Linked DNA regions of Sus scrofa: region 1 is linked to region 2. A link is a contact called in public HiChIP or PLAC-seq data. All regions are on one chromosome and are shown on one strand. The core of a region is the stretch at or near the end of the contact, and the rest is flanking DNA. Distances in the headings are between cores, read along the strand shown. Region 1 has its middle 460 kb from the start of MIR216-1. Region 2 overlaps LOC110260099 (a long non-coding RNA gene).

Region 1 (6,070 bases), core at 2,176-4,675, 250 kb after region 2:
CATCTATGACAACGGCAGCAAGGATATACAATGGAGAAAGGACACTTGTTCGATAAGTGGTGCTGGGAAAACTGGATAGCCACTTGGAAAAGAATAAATTAGAACACTCCCTAATACCATACACAAAAATAAACTCAAAATGGATTAAAGACCTAGATATAAGACCAGACACTTTAAAACTCCTAGAGTAAAACATAGGACAAACACTCTCTGACATAAAAGACAGCAATATCTTCTCAGATCCACCTATCAGAGTATTGACAATAAAAAGAAAAATAAACAAATGGGACCTAATTAAACTTAAAAGTTTCTGCACAGCAAAGGAAACCCTAAACAACACAAAAAGACAACCCACAGAATGGGAGAAAATCCTTGCAAGTAAATCAACTGACAAGGGATTAATTTCCAAAATTTATAAACACCTTCTGCAGCTCCATACCAAAAAAATGAAAAACCCCATCAAAAAATGGGCAGAAGATCTAAACAGACAGTTCTCCAAAGAAGACATACCAATGGCCAAAAAACACATGAAAAGATGTTCAACATCACTCACCATTTGAGAAATGCAAATCAAAACCACAATGAGGTACCACCTTACACCAGCCAGAATGGCCATCATCCAAAAGTCTACAAACAATAAGTGCTGGAGATGGTGTAGAGAAAAAGGAACCCTAGTACACTGTTGGTGGCATTGTAAATTGGTACAACCACTGTGGAAAGCAGTATGGAGATTCCTCAGAAAACTAAACATAGAACTACCATTTGATCCAGCAATCCCATTCCTGGGCATCTATCCAGAGAAAACCATGACTCGCAAAGACACATGTACTCCAATGTTCACTGCAGCGCTATTTGCAATAGCCAAGACATGGAAACAACTTAAATGTCCATCGACAGAGGAGTGGATCAAGGAGAAGTGGTACGTATACACAACGGAATATTACTCAGCCATTAAAAGGAACAAAATACTGGCATTTTTAGCAACATGGATGGACCTAGAAATTATCATGCTAAGTGAAGTCAGCCATACAATGAGACACAACGTCAAATGCTTTCACTGACATGTGGAATCTGAAAAAATGACAGACTGAACTTCTTTGCAGAACAAATGCTGACTCACAGACTTGGAAAACTTATGGTTTCCAAAGGAGACACTTTGGGGAGTGGAGGGATGTGCTTGGGTTGTGGGATGCAAATCCTGTGAAATTGAATTGTTATGATCATTATACAACTACAGATGTGATAAATTCATTTGAGTAATTTAAAAAAATTAAAAATGTAAAACAACAAGAAGAAGAAAGCCTAGGTGATATGTACTTGGAAAATCAGCTTCCTGAGGCCCAGAACAAGATGACAAAGGATAGAGAGTACAAATGAGGCGTAAGAGATCAAATGGAGAGTAACCAGCACAACAACTAAAATATCAAATCATCAAAGATGAGTGGAGAAAAAGAGCTTACTCCAAAGCAGTGGGTCAAGAACTGATCAAATAAAGGAAAAGTAAAGCCTCAAGAGAGTTCTCAAGGAACTTTGCACATCAGTCAGAGAGAAGCTTTTTGGGAGGGTGGGCATTTGACCACTGAGCAGACCAGATAATTTTAACCATCACTGATATGAGTATACAGTCTGCACTCCAGCCTCATTGACTTTTCTTCTAAAATTTTCTTCTCAAAATTCCCAAAGGGGACCTTTATACATGTTATTCCCTTTGTCTGCATATACACCGACCCTGTCACTCTTCTTTCAAACTCAAATACTCCAGAGAACCCTTGACCTCCCTGACAAGACCATCTTCATCCTAAAACATGTTCTTATAAAAGCTTTGACATATTCAGTTTTATGTTTAGTTGTGTAATTATGTAATTAATATTTGTTTTCCCCTCATACAATAAATCCTATGGGAGCAGGAATCATGCCTATCTTGGCTCACCATTGAATCCACAGTGTTTAGTAAATGTTAGGGACTCAATAGATATTTTTTCAGGAAATATTTTTTCTAATCAGAAATAAATATCCCTGAAGTTCCCACTGTGGCACAGTGGGTTAAGAATCCAACTGCAGTGATTCAGGTCATTGAAGAGTCATGGGTTTGATCCTCAGCACACATTTGGTTAAAGGATCCAGCAGTGCCACACCACAGGTCATGACTGTGGCTCGGATTCAATTCTTGGCCCAGGAATTTGCATATGCCACAGGTGTAGCAATAAAAAGGAAGGAAGGAAGAGAGGAAGGAAGGAAGGAAAGAAGGAAATATCCCCAGAAGTTCCCTTTGGCTCAGTGGTAATGAGCCTGACTAGTATCCACGGGGATGCGGTTTGATGCCTGGTCTTACTCAGTGGGTTAAGGATCTGGCATTGCCATGAGCTGTGATATAAGTCACAGAGGTAGCTTGGATCCTGCATTGCTGTGGCTGTGTACCTAAAAAGCAGGAAGGAAGAGTGGGAGGAAGGAGGGAGAAATATCCATAACTCATGGAAATTGGGTGGTTTAGCCAAGGGCTGGCTCCATAAATTAACAAAGAACATCTAAGGTGTGTCTTTTTAGATGGCAAAAAGAAAATGTGATATTCCAGGTACACTATGCTAAAGAAAAGTTGTATCTAACACTTAAAAATAGCAAGACAGATTTTATTCAAGCTACTGAAGTAGGAGAGAGATACTTAAGTATTAGAATTCAGCTAATTCAAAATTTAAAAGACAAAGTAGGACTTTATTCAAGAACACTGCAGTAGCAGTCAGGATTAATTCAATAGGGAAGAGAGGTTCAACTCAACTCTAAAACAAAAGAGCTTTTAAGTACTGGAGTAGGCTCCTGGTATTAGCTCCTGGGAAAATACTGGAGGGTGTTGGGGGGAAGATGGTCAATGTGATTGGCCATCAGTGGTCGCTAATTGTCACTGGTCTTAGACTTCTGCCCTCCGTCATATACTGGGAAACAAGGACATTTTCTTTCTTGATTATAGCTCAAAGGGAAGGCACCCGGATCCTTGAGGAAGATATTCCTGGGTTGTAGAAGATTTACATCTCTAAGTGGCAGAGAAAGAATCTATAACTGTAAATTTTTTTAAGAAAATGCTCTAAGAAAAGAGAAGTCAGGGGCCTATAGACAGGAAGACACCTATTTAAAATTTAGTCACACTGAGGGAAACATTAAGGCAACCTCGGATAACCATATTTCCCCACTTCTGCAGTTTTTAAGCAATACAACGTATAAGCAGAAAGAATCTCAGAATCAGTAACATGTTCTTATTTAGCATGGGAAGTACCTAGTATGAGTGAGTGGGAGCATAAGATTATATGATGATAGCAAAAAGCCCCTTAAAGAAGGAGAAAATAATCTGCCTCTGTGGTTTCCAATTACACCCTCTCAGCTATTGCACTGAAAATAGAATCCTGCTTGGTAATTATGGAAGAGATATCTTGGAAGCAGGAGGTATTTACACTAAATGCCAACTCAGCAGGCAATAGCACAGGAAAATTATTCCACCCCCTTACGCTGACTTCTGCCCCAGAATCTGACATGCTGACTGCACACCTTCCTGCCCCCCCACCCCCGGCCTGGGAATCCCAAGGACTGCAGGGGGTCAGCAGCGAGGCCACAATTCACTGCAGACTGAGAAAAGAGGGCGGAAAAAACCCCATCAAATCAGATAACAAAACAGGGAAAGCTTTCAAGGAACCAAGTGCAACTAACAATGTAGGTCATCAGCTGCTCAGACTCTTGCGCAATAATTGCTGCAGTTAAAGTTTCCTCTGAAAACTAACCAATGTGTGAACTGGAGTTTGGCACTTGCCATCAGCCTCTACATGGAGTAAAACATGAGCCACTGCATCTGCCTACCCACAGCACCCCCTAAACAGAGCTCAGGGTGGAGACCAGGAGTGAGGCACTCTGTGCTTTAGAAAAACTGGAATAACAGGTCTTCGGATAGATATTTTTAGAAGATTTTATGAGCCCAATTCTTGCATCTCCTCATATCTAGAAAAACACTAAAATCCTTCAATGATGACTGATGTCTGTGACTAGCAGACCTTCAAGAGACCAGCAGCAAAACTTCTGTAAAATTTGTTCATGGCTGCACACTCCCCCCCTTTATGACTTCTATCTTGATATTCCCCCTTTCCTCTTTGGATAGCTCTGAAATACTGCCCCCGGGCTATAATTAGTGAACAAAACAAAAGATGTCACAGTCACCATCATCTGTGAGAACAACCACTCCCAAAGATGGGGCAGGAAACTCAGGAAAGAAACAAAGACAGGCCCACAGCTGAGGTGCACATCAAAGGAGAGATTCCAGTAAGCCCAGACCTTTACATCTTCTGTAAATCTGATTATCTGTACATCTTTTGTTCCTACTACCTTTCTTTTGTGCAAAACTCACATATCCTAGCTCCCCACTTTGCCTCCTCCTCGACCACTTTCTCAGTGCTACCTGTGATGCTGTCTCCTGGCTTAAATCCTAGTTTCACCCCCAAATAAAACTTAACTCTCAACTTTCAGGTTGCACATTGTTTTTTTTAAGTCAACAAATGGTATAAAGTAGCATATTTGGGACTGCATGGAGAAGCAATGCATGAGTCTGCATTGCTGCTCTCGCCACCTATAAAGTTCCATCAGGTATGTGGCCTCCAAGTAGAGACATATCCCTCAAATGCACTGTCACTCCTCCCAGGACAGGCCACCCCACCCCCACAGCTCTATCTCCTTAGCAGCTGCGGCTGTTTCCAGGCTTCTTGCTTTCCACTTAGAGAGAATGAGTCTGTTCATTAGTCTTGGTGCTCTGAGTGTCTGCTCATTGAGACTAATTAGCTCCCTGGTAAGAAAAGTCTGTGAAGACCAGGCTTATTCCTCTCATCTTCCCACTCCCTTTCCTTTGGAAAATGGACATGTAATTTCTTTAGTTTTTTGCAGAGACTGATATGGCTGATGATTCAGCAATTTTGATGTTCTGGAAAATATAATGAAGAGGAGAAGAGACAATACTATTCATTAAGGTGACTTCAGCTTTTGTTAAATTGAAGATATGTGATGCAGGGTTCATTTCATTGCTTAAATGACAAGCATCCCCAAAGCAGAGGTGATGCCCTTGAGTGTCTGTGTCTCCCTTGCTTCTCTGTGTGGCTTTGCATCCCACCTCCTCTTCTACAATAGACAGTTTTTCCTCTGTCTCTCACCTGGCCTCATTCCTGCACTCTTGATGAAGCACATTAACTCCTTTGACTCCTAGGTCATTCACTAAGTTCATGTCTGAGTTGCAGGGAACCCTGGCTGCCTCAAACCTCACATCCACTGGCAGCAAGGCATGTGGGGTCATGCCTTGGCACATGATTAATTCTGCAATTCCAAAATGGACTGTTCATCTTCATGCTTTAGAACTTCCAAAGATTTTAAAGCGACTGCATCAGCATCTCCTAAAATCCCTTTTGTTCCACTGACAGCTTTAAAAGATCGTCTTCCCTAGCTGCAAAATTACGGATGTCATTTTTAATGATCGATGTTATTTGTCATCCCAGAGGATGATCTCTGGTGAGAATTACAAAGATGCCTTTACGAGACAGGGCCAGGAGCCCAGAGTAAATCAGCGGATGGTTTTATGGCGACCCAAGTGACAGAGCTGAAGTAATCGCGTGGAAAGTGACACCAGACTCTAAATAACACTCCCTTCCACATCGGCCCTGACCTATGGCTCATTTGTTCGCATTGCCACTAAGCAAATGTGCCTTCAGTCCAGAGCATGTGAAAACACTCAGTGAATCATTATCTGATGGACAATGGCCTTCAGCCCCTGCTCTATTAGTAACCAGCTGTATGACTTACTCCACACCAATTAACCTCTCTGAGCCTCAGTTTCCACAGTTGTAAAAAGATCTCTATGTTATCGCAAAGGTTTTCTGACACTGCATTATGTCCTTCAGGAGAAACATCTTATGGACTCCACACCAATTAACCTCTCTGAGCCTCAGTTTCCACAGTTGTAAAAAGATCTCTATGTTATCGCAAAGGTTTTCTGACACTGCATTATGTCCTTCAGGAGAAACATCTTATGGTTCACTAACTAACTTCATTACCA
Region 2 (6,164 bases), core at 679-3,178:
AAGAGCTTTTGTAAATTTTCCCTTAAAACATAGAAAACCGGGACTAGTTCTCAGACAAGTGAGGAGCATGGTTTTATTTTTTGTAATGTGAGAATGAGGTCACTAAAGAACAGTAAGGGCATGACCCCGTGCTGCAGATAATGACTCTGAGTGATGCCAAATGTTTTCTCTGGAAAACTGAACAGCTGAGCAGAAGTAATGGCTATGATGCTCCAAGTCATGCTAGCTCAGCCCACTTGAGACCCATGTCCACTATGTCTAGAAGTGAATATGCTTGAGTGCTTCATGGTCCATTGGACTCTCTGTAACACATCCTTGGTATCTACTAAGTTTTAAAGAAGAAATATATCCATTGGAGCTGTAAACATCATTAAAATATTCATGGAGTTAATAGGACAGCTGGTTGCTGACACATTTATCAGTCTTAAAGTGACTTCTTAGTAAAATGGTGAACTATTACCCACCATACAATTTCTGAAATTTTATTAGAAAATGATGAAGCGTAGGATACTAGTATATTTTTAAAGAGTATATTATGTTCTCTGTGTTTTACATGTTATATAATTGAATTATCATAGTCATTTCATTAGGTAATTTTTTTTCCTTGCCCATTTTAGATATGAAGAAACAAAATATAAGAGTAAGAAATCTGTCCAAGATTTCATGAATAGGAGTTCCCATTATGGCTCAGTGGGATAAGGACACAGTGTCGTCTCTATGAAGAGGCTGGTTTGATTCTTGGCCTTGCTAAATGGGTTAAGAACCCAATGTTGCTGAAAGCTGTGGCCTAGGTCACAGAGGCAGCTCAGATCTGGTGTTCCTGTGGCTATGGCATAGGCTGGCAGCTGCAGCTCCAATTCGATCCCTAGCCCGGGAACTTCCAGTATGCCCCAGCTGAAAAAAAGAAAAGATCTCACAAATAGTAAACGATGTTGCAGAGATGTGAAAGAGGTTTCCCTGACTCTGAAGGCTTTTTATCTTTCATAGAGCAGATTAGTATCCCAAAGAACAAGATTATGCTATCCAATAATTTATTCTGAGCATCTCCTATTTTCTCAGCATTATCCTATGTGCTCTGGGAGATACAGTGCCTTAACGATGTTTGACTTTGCCTTCAGATGTTCACAGTCTTAAGAGACAAGGCAAATAAACATGAATAAACCAATTAGAGGATAATTCAAAAGGAAGTAATTAAGTGCTAATAAAATGAAACCAAGTGCCAGCCTTGTATCACATACAGAGCCCTAGATTTGAAATCAGAAACACAGAATTTAAGCACAGTTCTGTCACTTATTTCTGTATGTCATTAAGCAAATTACTTACCTTTGATCTCCTCACAGGATAATATTCTCTGTCATGGGAATATGTCTTTTGTCTTTATTGGACTCATATTGGAGTCCCATGAAATCTGTGTATGAAAACAGAAAGAAGTATTTCACTCAAATATCTCTTTCAAAATAAGAGTGCAGGCAGTACTGTCTGAGTTGCCTCTGAGAGACGATAACACTAAAGACAAACCTGGAGCAAAGCATGCTTCTCACACAGCCTTCGCACCAGGGGAGTTCTCGCATTTCCTAAGAGGAACAGCAGTAAAGGCCCTAGTGCCAAAGAGGCAGTGGCAGAGCAGCTGGCAGGAGGGAGCAGTAGTGCCAGGGAAGCTGGTGAGAGGCTGCGGTGCCCAGCACAATTCGTGCAGAGAAGAGGCAGCAGGTGGCAAGGAGTTATCAATCCTAAACCTCTGCAGGGCTGGGGACAAGAGAAGTAATGGAGTCAATGTAACAGCTACCTAAATATTTAAAAGTTATAAATAGAGCTACTGGACTGACAAATAAAATCTCTTCATATGACCTTCACTTGACAGCACTGGGAGCTATTGGTCACCCCTGGATAGGGGCCTGCAGCTCACACCCTTCTACTTCTTGACAGGCTGTCTAGCCCTGCAGGTGGCCTTTCAGATATAATGTGGGCACCCCAGCCCCAAAGTGTCCAAGCTCCTTCTATAACCCCACAGAGAGTTCTGCTTAGACTCAGGCCTATGGTTGTGCTTTGTGATGTGATCTACCCTCAGGAGGAAAGAATTGGGTAGGTGAGAATTGACAGAAGGGTGTTGCTTCTACAGCAGGCAGAATCCTGAAGGGAGGTTAAATTATGACTGCAAAAAGAGAGCTAGCTCCTTGCAGAAATCCTTTCAGAACTAAAAGGAAAGTTAAAAGTCATTAGAGATAAACATTAATTATGTCATGGTTTGTTATAGCTTTGGCACTTGGCATAGATATTTTCCAAGAATCGACTCCTACGAAATCCCTCCCATCCAGTCAAAAACTAATTATATCCCCAGCATCTAACTCCAGCCATGATATATAACATGACAAATAAGCATTTGTTAAATAAATGCATAGAGAGAAAACTATGTGCCAGAGCTGAAAGCCATTGAATCCAGAAAGAACTCTTTTAATTAAATGAGAATAAATAAGTGAACACATAAAATATTATCCAAAGGAAAATCAGGGTATTGTCACTACCACTACTGTATTGTGAGTGAGCAAATAAATAAGCTCAAGTCAAAAATCAAACTTCTGCATGGGTCAAGCCAGAAATTCAAAACTAAATTAAAAATATAAATTGTCTTAGTTGCCCATGGAATTTGGGATCAGTTCTTTGAGTAACAGTTTTCTGAGGTCATTGTCCTCTGTAAGCACAGGCAAAGCCCAAGGAACACTACACACAAGGTCTTGATTAGATTTTTCCAACACTGAGACAACGCACAATAAATAGTATGAAATTTTATCTGAATTATGTGAATCTATAAGTGTTACAGTCAGTCTATTTATTAGACTTACTATTTTTTTCCATCCATAAGAGGATGAAACCTCTACATTTGATAAATCTAAGCAATCTTTTCTTTTATCACATTAAAAAAAAGATAAAATGGAACCAGGTTTCTCTTTCTTTTATATATTAAAAAGAATCCCAAGTATCTCTCTCAGGAACTTATTCTTACTTATCTGGGAAAGAATTCATGTAAAAAGGACTCCGAAAAAAAAATGGAACAGGGAACTTACACAATTTTAACAAGTTGTTCTCTCAACTAAGTGTTTCTCCTTGGCAGCCTCTGAGTGTGGAAACAGATAGTCTTTGTGCCTATATCAGTTTTAAGATAAAATTTTATTGATTTTCACTAGGATTTCAAACAAGACACTTAGGGAGATCAAGGGGTTCTTTCATATCCCACAGTGACTTCTCTTGGAAATGTTCTTTGCCATCAATGATACTGATTTTGGAAAGCCATGGAGAAGGATGATGAAGTTCTCAGAAAAAAAGAACAAAAGGGGTAATTCCCTTGCCCCCTTCTTTCTGTTCAAAATAAACCACCCTTCCTTTAGTCCTATAAGAGTTCCTGCTATATAAATACTGCTTGAAATGGTAGCTTGTTCCATCTTGAATAATTTTCACCCATTCTACTGTTCATGGGTAGTAGAAAAGTACTTGGCTTTCTACTAAAAAAAAAAGTTTAGTCTTACATTGTACTTTCCATTCCATATTGAAATAAAATTGAATTAATAGTGGATGCTAATTGACCAAGGACTTCTCAATTTATCTTCTCCCACTTCTTCACTATCCATGTAAAAACTTGTTATTTCCATTAGTTACCACTAGATGGAGATACAAATTTTGAAGTGCTTAATAAATGTCCCTGTTTGCATTTACTGAAGGGTAACTAGAAAATAATATATATGATTGTTGTAGTCTTATATGTCTATAAATCCTACTGAGTTGGGTAATGTTGAATCCATACTGTTTCAACTCATGTTAAGGAAAATTATATATGTATGTATATATACATATGAATAATGACATCTAGGACATGTACATTTTTATATTCTGTAATATAGGCATACATTGAAAGGTGAAAAATGAAATAAAGTTCTCTGGTTTTGCCATAGTCAGAGAAAATTCACTGCATATTACTTTATGTGGAATGCCTTCAATACTTGACAAAATGAACAATGTTAGTTGAAATTGAGACAGAGAAAAGGGACATACAGACACAAAAGTAGATGCTGCTTATATCCACAGCCAAGTGTTTCCTTTCTGTTCCTTTCTGTGCTTAATACAGGGTCTTCATGTTCTCTTGCCCTCTTCTCCTTGTAGAAATCTACTTTCAAAATGTATCTCGCAATTTTCTTCAAACTGAAATGTCAATGACCAACAACGTCCTATGTGTTACCTCACACAGGGAGACTGTTTTTAAACAGGGGCTATAATACTAAGCTTTGGTTAAGTCTTTAGGAAAAGAATTCCAAATATTAGCAAATTAATAGACAGGACCTAAATAGTTTTCTCTTGATCTCACAAAGAAGGAGGTCAGCCAATGCTGAAATGCAAAGGAGGAAGGTCAGCCAATGCTGAAATGCAAGAAGATTCTGATTGATTTTTTTTTTTTTTTTTGGTCACAGTTGCATTTGGTGCAATGCAGGAAAGAGCCTCGCTGGACTTGTGATGGCTTGGAGAAGGGTAGTTATCTGCATGATTTCTCAGCACAAGGTGGCAGCTGGCAAGGGAAATTGCACTGACTGCAGTCCTTCAAGAAGAGAGAGAGATGAGTCCTTGGGACTGGGCATTTTGTTCCATGAAGAGAACTGAAATGGGGTGGGGAATGGGAATGGACTAAATGGGCAAGGCAAATGAAAGAAAGATTGATGTTGATCTGAGGGGTACCTGACTCATTCACATATATTTCCCCTAAAAGACAGGCTACAAAGAAACTGAAATCTACACACAATGAAGGGTTGGAATGAAGAAAGAATGAAACATTTTCAAGGGTAGTTCTCACTAGCTACTCTATCTCCAAATATTTGAAGCAATCATTTTTTTTTTCCTAGGGAGTTTCCGTTGTGACTCAGCAGGTTAAGAACCCGAAATAGTGTCTGTCAGGATGAGGGTTCCATCCCTGGCTTCACTCAGTGGGTTAAGGATCCAGCATTGCCATGAGCTGTGGCGTAGGATCCCATGTTGCTGTGGCTGTGGCATAGGTTGGCAGCTGCAGCTCCAATTCGACCCCTAGCCTTGGAACTTCCATATGCTGCAGGTGTGGGCCTAAAAAAAAAACAAAATTGTCTCTTCATCTAATCCAGGGTACTCATTTAGGAAATGTAACTAAGTTCTCAGAAAGAAAATATCATAGTAAGAACTTGCCACTTTGTCAAATTTATCACCTAAAATTTTCTTGCACTCTGATTCTCTAAGGAGAAGCTTTTTATAATAAGTAGACAGCTGCTTGTGTTTTTGATTAGAAATACTTTGGAGACAAGGAAAGGGGAGTATAGGGATCCTGTGGGTCTTTTTCCCATTTGTTAAAAAAATGTAAGTTAAATACCCACTCAAAGAGTTTAACTCAGCTCCAGTCCTATGCTTGCCATACAATTGTCTTTGCTTTGTAAGCTTTATTGTGACTTTATCAATTATTGACAATTTATTTGATAGGTCTCTGGCCCCTTTCTTATAGCAGATGTTTCATTTAATGGACAAGTTTCTGGGAGACAAGTAGAACCATTCACCTGAGACTGTGTGGGTACTGGCATACTTGGTCCATAATATTAGGTTTATGGAAGTACTGAAAATAGCATGATATACAGGCACATTTTATATATGTCATAGTCTTTTCCAGGAGAAAAGGATAACAGTGAATTTTCTCAGATAGCTATATTTTATTCATGCACATATTCAACAAAAATTGAATGAGCACTTATAAAGGGCAGATGTTAAAAACAAAATAGAGCCCTCTTAGAGATCACAATGCAGTGTGAGAGATGTCCAAAGATTTTATAACTTATAATAAGCATAATTAAGGAAAAATAAAACACATAATGAGAAGGTATAGCAGGGGGAAATAATTTAGTTTGAGGGAGTCATTTGAGGAATCTCTTAGAAGTTGACATTCAAGGTGAGATTTTATAGTGACCTGGAGGGAGCCAGACAAATGGGTGGAGACAGGAGGGTCTTGGGCAGGGATAATAGCAATACTACGTGTGAGGTCTCTTGTCATATTTGACACACTAAACCTTTGCTCACCAAGGATATGATCCCCCATTTCCTTTTGGACCCTGCCTGTTGACATTTGCTTGCTGTTTCAGTAGGGTCCCAACAGGAAACAGATACCATAG

What was found. HiChIP or PLAC-seq counts read pairs in DNA pulled down with a chosen protein or histone mark.
Region 1: an H3K27ac HiChIP or PLAC-seq map of skeletal muscle shows a contact between it and region 2, with 3 times the contacts expected there. The contact joins two enhancer-like sites. A contact is called at or near these places in 1 of 47 Hi-C or Micro-C datasets (fetal heart ventricle) and 1 of 2 datasets of contacts at active chromatin or transcription factors (skeletal muscle).

What each region holds. Positions count from the first base shown.
Region 1 is chr3:84,873,931-84,880,000 of Sscrofa11.1, forward strand. No RefSeq gene overlaps it. Among named protein-coding and RNA genes, the nearest start is that of MIR216-1, 460 kb to the right of the region's middle. Within about 2 kb of position 3,426, at least 2 of the 83 cell types and tissues checked have an H3K27ac peak or open chromatin away from gene starts, as enhancers often do. A contact at or near this core is called in skeletal muscle, where this site is marked.
Region 2 is chr3:84,621,398-84,627,561 of Sscrofa11.1, forward strand. LOC110260099 (a long non-coding RNA gene) reads right to left here. Exons shown (of 3, transcript XR_002342943.1): 2 at 1,324-1,408. Among named protein-coding and RNA genes, the nearest start is that of MIR216-1, 710 kb to the right of the region's middle. Within about 2 kb of position 1,929, at least 2 of the 83 cell types and tissues checked have an H3K27ac peak or open chromatin away from gene starts, as enhancers often do. A contact at or near this core is called in skeletal muscle, where this site is marked.